Regions from separate parts of the Oryzias latipes genome. Here region 1 is linked to region 2. The links are chromatin contacts, called in public Hi-C maps. All regions are on one chromosome and are shown on one strand. Each heading gives the region's core, a stretch centred on a gene start, on an enhancer-like site or on the middle of the called end of the contact. The rest is flanking DNA. Distances are from core to core; before and after follow the strand shown.

Region 1 (3,188 bases), core at 618-3,117, 170 kb after region 2:
AGGTAGCTGAGATATGCAACAAAAGTGCACAGCAGCTGCTCTGATGCGGTTTAAACCTCAAAAAGTGAACGCAAGTTTATTTTAAAAAAAAGTGAAATATTTAAAGTGATGATGGAAATTTTCTGACTCAGGGACAAATCCTCTTCACTTTAATTAACTGACAGACAATAAGATGTCAGATCAATATCCACAACATGCCCCTCACTAAAATTAAAGCCTTATAAATGCAAAAGTCCTGCATCAGAGTTTTAAATTCAACAAGGTGATTGGAATGAGGCTTTATCGGCTGGGAGGGGAACACACCTGATGTGTTCTGCACAAAACACACCAGCCAAAGATCACATCAAGAACTTCTGCAATGAATTACTTAGATTAGGCCTCCACCAAATTGGATTTAGGCACAGAGGAGCCGTGGGAGATGAAGGTTAGATGGATTTAATTGATTTAAAATTGGATTATGAGACTTTTTAATCATATGTCGCATGGGGGGGGGGGGGTATACTGTCTGCGCAATTTAATTCCAAGTTTTCCAAAAAATTCGATATTTTTCCCGAAAAAACATTTAATTTAAAAATATTTATTTTTTAAAAAGTCGTTTTTTTTCTACTAAAAAACTGAATATGTTTCGCAATAAGTTTTCAAGCACGAACGTTTCTTAAAATGTTTTCTGATAGTATCTCAAAAATAGACTGAAGGATAAAAATAAACTGCGCGTAACTTACAGAACAGACGAAAAAACAAGAAAAACTTCTCATTAATAAAATAAATGATTAATTAAGAATGTACCACTGGCTGTAAAGTTACTTAATTAAATTAGAAAGAATTTCTAAAATGATGCAAACAGAAAATGAGATGAAACACGCGGAACGCACATGCGTGCATCCAAACGCACGCACAACAAGAGTTAGAAGATCAACTGGGGGTCCACATCAAATTCTGTAGCTTTGGTCCCAAAACAAATCAAGACTCAAATTTAACTTGAAAACAAAACTTTAAGTTATTTTATGTCAAAATTGTTTGTGATAAATCGATATTTTTGCGTCTTAAAAACAATGTTACATGTTTCCCAAAAATCTGCTGAATGATTATTTATTCTTTATTCCAGTCTGATAATAGCGTGGGTTTGTGCGCGTGACTCACCTTGTACGGTCTCTCTGTGCGTCAACGATAAGTGCTGCGGGTTCACCTGCTTGCGGCGGGACATTGCCCCGGCATTTACTCTGGCATCGCCCGGTGAACGGCACTTGGAGTCGGCTTGGACCGTGGTGTCGGTCTGGTGACCTGCTCTCCCCTTCCAGTCGTAGGCTATCCCTCCTCTGTACTCGCAACAGTCTTTCTCTGGAACTTTGACGCGCGGAGGTGCAGCAGCCAAACGGGACGCTTGACCACTTTGGAGGTTTTTTTGAATGGTTTGTTTTGTTGTTGTTGTTGTTGTTTTTTTTTACAAAGGGAAGCAACACCTGGATCAGGCAAGCGCGGGAATCAGAAAGCTTTAAGCCAGCGATGGCCCGTCTTTACGGGGAAAAAAATCATTCAGCTTTTGCACACCCAAAAAAATCCCTGGACTGCCCACCTCTGCGGCGATCGTGATGACAGATGAGGTAAAAGCAGCACTCCAGCGCTGATGGATCCTCCTTCCAGATTTTTTTCTGTTAAATTGAAATCTGTATTTGTTGTGTCTGGGGTCAAATCGCAGCTGTTTGCTTTAGGGTTCCCTACAGTCCTTCCGTCTCAACAATGCATGCTGCGCTAAAATGACCCTTTGGCACTGGCTCCTCCTGCGCGTTTTGGCACCGGTGCGCGGCACGGCAACTCTTGGCTCTGGTAGCAGCAGTCGTTGATTGAGAGAGAAAGAGAGACACACACGCACACACACGCACACACAAACACAGAGGCGAGAGAGAGAGAGAGAGAGAGAGAGAGAGAGAGAGAGAGAGAGAGAGAGAGAGAGAGAGAGAGAGAGAGAGAGAAAGGGACCACGCGCGAACACGAGACACCTCCTCCTTTTCTTCCAGCCAACTGAGGTCCGATGTTTCCCGGTTTCTTTTGGGGAGGCTAGTTCTTGTTGACTCACGTCGAAAGGTTCTCTGTTTGGGACGTGTGTGTGTGTGTGCGCGCGCGTGCCAACCCAGGTGGTGCGTGCTCAGGCTTGTCTCCGCTTTTGTAGGATTCAAGTTCAAGTGCTCCGAGCAGACGCGCGCAGGGGGCGGACAGCGCACGGACAGCTTCTTCTGGGCTCACAGAAGTAATCCATTTAACAGTTTTTTTAAGTTAATCCGTTCGTTTAAACGTTTATTTGTGGGGATTTAAAGACAAAATAGCAAGAAGAATTTGACTTTGTATTACTCCTACACACCAAAATTCACATTTCTGCAAATATTGTCTGTTGGTTTTGATATAAGTGACGTCACAAAAGTTCCATCTGACTATTTTAAACGCTCCTGCACACAATTATGGACAGTATAATGCACATATGTCCACAATATATTTCAAAACTAAAGGTGATCATGCCGCAGGATTGTTTGTTCGGATGATTGCAGCTTGTTGCGAGGCAACACTACCCTCTGTTGGCACAGTCGGGAGACAAATCCAACCTGTTTCAGTCCCTTTACTCTGTGAAGCCTCCTTGAAGTACCATTTATGATATTTAGACTCCAAAAGAGTCCTTGGAGCAGATCATTCTCGCGTGGCACTAATGGGCAAAATCATCCTGCACATTCCTGGCTGCATTCATTCAGATCCTCCATATGCACACTTGTACACATCACAGCTGAACTTCACAGCTTTCACATACAGTTCCCACTTGCGTTGCTCTATAATTTGGTTCCGATAGTTTGTTGAAAGAAAATAAAAGCCTCTTATGGCCATTTAAAGTTAGGCAGAGAAGTGCGCAGCTATAGCAATACATTTCAGAGCCTGCCATTAATAAAACATGCTGGGCAATTTTAAGAGCATTAAAAGTTAGATTGCTTCAGGGCAGGCCTGGGAGACTTTCAGAGTAGTAATTATTTATATAAATGAAATGTCATCTCAGCTCTGGCTCAAGGAGACATAACCTCAGCAGATGCCACATGGAAACACGGTGGCACGGCGGCGATCTTTCTCAGATCGGCCAGGCGTGTTGTGAAGCCCTAAGTGGAGGAGGGCAGAAATTTGGTATTTATGTTACAAGAAGCTTCTTCCTCCTC
Region 2 (3,002 bases), core at 139-2,638:
CTCTGATTGTTCATGTTCCTCACATTGATCTTAACTAACTTTCCAGGGGCTGCGCCCTTCACACTAAAGTAAAACCACGACCTAAAGGATTTACAGCAGTCAGTGAACATCCTATTGAAATTTTTGTTCATGTGAGATCCATTTGTCGTCACCTGTTTCCATTTTCGTGCTCGGTGCCGGCGCAGTCTGGCTGCGTCCACACATTGAACTCATAGTCGGGGGCGAGGTGTGACCCCGAGGGGGAGCTTCCACTGGAGGCCGTGTCAGAGGCGGGGCTTAGGTTGCCCCTCTCCACTTTTTCCACCCGTGCCAGGTTCCCCGAATCAAACTTGGAGCTGAACACGATGTTTCCAAAACACGCCTCCATGGCTCTCGGTCTTTTCCACCTCCTGCTTAAAATGTCTCTTTAGTGTCAGCCATGCATGTGACATTGACAGCCTGTTGTAAAATTAAAGAGAACAAGCAGTTTACATTAAAAATATATATAAATATAGAAGCACTTACGAGACACTTAGTACATAAACCTCTTCCTGGAAATCCCATTCAAACATACTGAACAACTGCAGGAAACTCATTAAATAGGGGAATTTCATCAAGGTGTTGCGTTCAAATGCTCACTTTCTTTCATCCCTTCTCTAAGTGTAAATGCTCCCATAAAGTCTTCAACATACAAAGAGGTGTTTTATTCGTTCATTTTGATGTCCCTGACTGACGTGTACATGAAAACAGCATTGGCATGGAGATTCAAGCCAACACAAAACAGCGACACCTAAAGGCATTTAGGAAAACTACAACCACAGATCAAAACATCATCGAATGATTACAACCCCCTTCATGTACCACAGTAAATTTGCTCATTTGAAATCAAGACGACACATTTGGAGCTAAATAGGGCAGATTAATTGCATTATTTATATATATTATATATATAATAAATGAGCGGCGAAATCAGTTGACCTAGAAAAATCAAAGTAGCGGGTCGTCGGGTAGAAAAAAAACGACGTTTGTTACACAACATCTCCGATGCTACATGATCACAACAGTGGGCTAACGATTTCAGGAAGGCTTACCACAAAGCTGAGTTTGATGCCGTCAGTGGTCCACATAGCTACTAGCAAAAACGTCCCCAAGCTTCAAGCTACTCGGCTAATTTAGCCACAAATAATAAGTCGTTGGTATATAAGCTCAGAATGAAGACCTAAACCGCGAGTTTAGCCCGTTAAACTATCGAAACACTTAAAATACGAGCCTTCCTGCCTCAGTTATGTACACAATCAGTCTTAAAACCGTTATTTTTAGTCGACGTTAACGTTTGTTGTCACCGTCCTTGTTCGCAACCCCCCGAATGCATCACACGGTGTGCTGCGTTCAGGACTATCAGAGGAAAGGATACAGAGAAATGTCCTCGTTGTTGGAAGTGGCGATGCTGCTGTTTCCTCCTGTTAGTATCTGGGGGGTTCAGAGGTGCAGTGCTGCCACCTTCTGCTATGGAATGCGGAATTTCGGAGTTTTATGACCATACAAAAGTAGTTATTATTTATTTCAGAACTCGCAATGAGAAAATAAATTGGATTTTATTAAATTGAATTAAAGGGAGAGCTCTGGTTCGAACGCTCCATGAACGCCTCACTCTGTTGAATTGTTAAATGTCATTTCTCAGTCGCTTTAGTACAATTCTCAGATCAGAATTGAAGTTTGCAAATATGTGTGTGCATTTCTCAAAACAATTTGTACAAACAGCAAAACACTATGGATTTCTTGCAAAAGCCTGTAACTTGCTCTACACTAACTTACTCCCTGGGCGAGTAACCCCACCAGCGCCCCCCCCCCCCCCCCGCACACATACAAAATTTGACAACATCCTGCTGTGTTCCCTATCTTCTATTTAGCCATTTTACACAAAAAAATGCATGAATTCTCTAGACTCGTATTACAGGGGGGTCAAACTCAGTCACACAGGGGCCTAAGTTAAAAACACGCTTAAGGTTTTGGGCCGAAGAAGATAAATGTTTACTGAACACACTAAAGCTAAACTTTTAAACCTTTTAAACTGAACTTTTTGAACATAAATATGAATAAAAACAGGAACACAAGTTAAACCTTAAATAACTTGTAATATTTTGTTTTCCATATAAATATATTCTGTCAAAATTATACAAATATGAACATGCTGCAGGACAAAAAACAAAGAAAGCCTGGAAATATTAATAAGAAATTATATATCAAATAATTCAATTTTTTTTGCTCTTTCATCATTTTTTAGAGCATTTTTTTTCAGAGCTGGATTCCTGCTTCATTTTTAGCAATAATTTCTTAATGTGTGACGTCCTGTGTCTTTGTGAAACATATCAGAGGGATTAGATCTAAAAAATAAAACTTATTGTGATTAATATGTTTAGGTCTTATAAAACATTAAAGACTAAATCTTAGAACTCATCAGTGGGATTACTCCAAAAATATTTGGCATTTCCCTAAATTTGTGCATCACCAACAGCAGAAATCCTCCAAAAAAACTCAATCTTAAAAAAATGGTCTGCGCTCATCCCCCCTCCCCCTCCCCTTCCCTCTGACACACGCGGCTCCGTCTCTATGACGGGAGGCGCAGCTGCGGCCCAGAGTTGATTGTCAGATAGAAAAAGACTCCCAATCACCTGTTAGTGTGATTCAGCCACCGGCGAGTTGCGCTCCCCTCTCGAGTTTTTTGACTTATGTTCCAAAGACTACCGCAAAGAGGTGTGGCCGCAAGCGTCTTGCAGCAGAGGGCGGTGGTCACGTGCGCATCGGGTATGCTGTGTCAGAGCAAAGAATTGTGGGAAATAATCTCCATTGCCTGCTTTTTTCGAAATTGGGTTGAGCACGGGTGATTGTTCTGCCTAATTCATTTTCATGTGCCTGTTTTACGTTGTTTCACTCTGAGGTATTCTTTTTTTTTTTTTTTTTTTTGCACCATAAGTGTGAAGAGCAAATAGGAGGAAGACATTCTTAAGAGTCTGATGTGTCAA

Evidence for each region. Hi-C and Micro-C count contacts between places; a contact is called where the count stands out from the background.
Region 1: a contact with region 2 is called in a Hi-C map of embryo, with 6 times the contacts expected there. The contact joins the promoter of LOC101155396 here to the promoter of agbl5 in region 2. A contact is called at or near these places in 4 of 5 Hi-C or Micro-C datasets (embryo, fibroblasts and gastrula embryo).

What each region holds. Positions count from the first base shown.
Region 1 is chr24:3,578,132-3,581,319 of ASM223467v1, forward strand. LOC101155396 (B-cell lymphoma/leukemia 11B) reads right to left here and starts at 1,868. Exons shown (of 3, transcript XM_011491454.3): 1 at 1,141-1,868. The coding sequence starts at 1,204.
Region 2 is chr24:3,411,656-3,414,657 of ASM223467v1, forward strand. It overlaps agbl5 (cytosolic carboxypeptidase-like protein 5), which reads right to left and starts at 1,389. Exons shown (of 17, transcript XM_023953282.1): 1 at 1,071-1,389; 2 at 153-438; 3 at 1-81. The coding sequence starts at 367.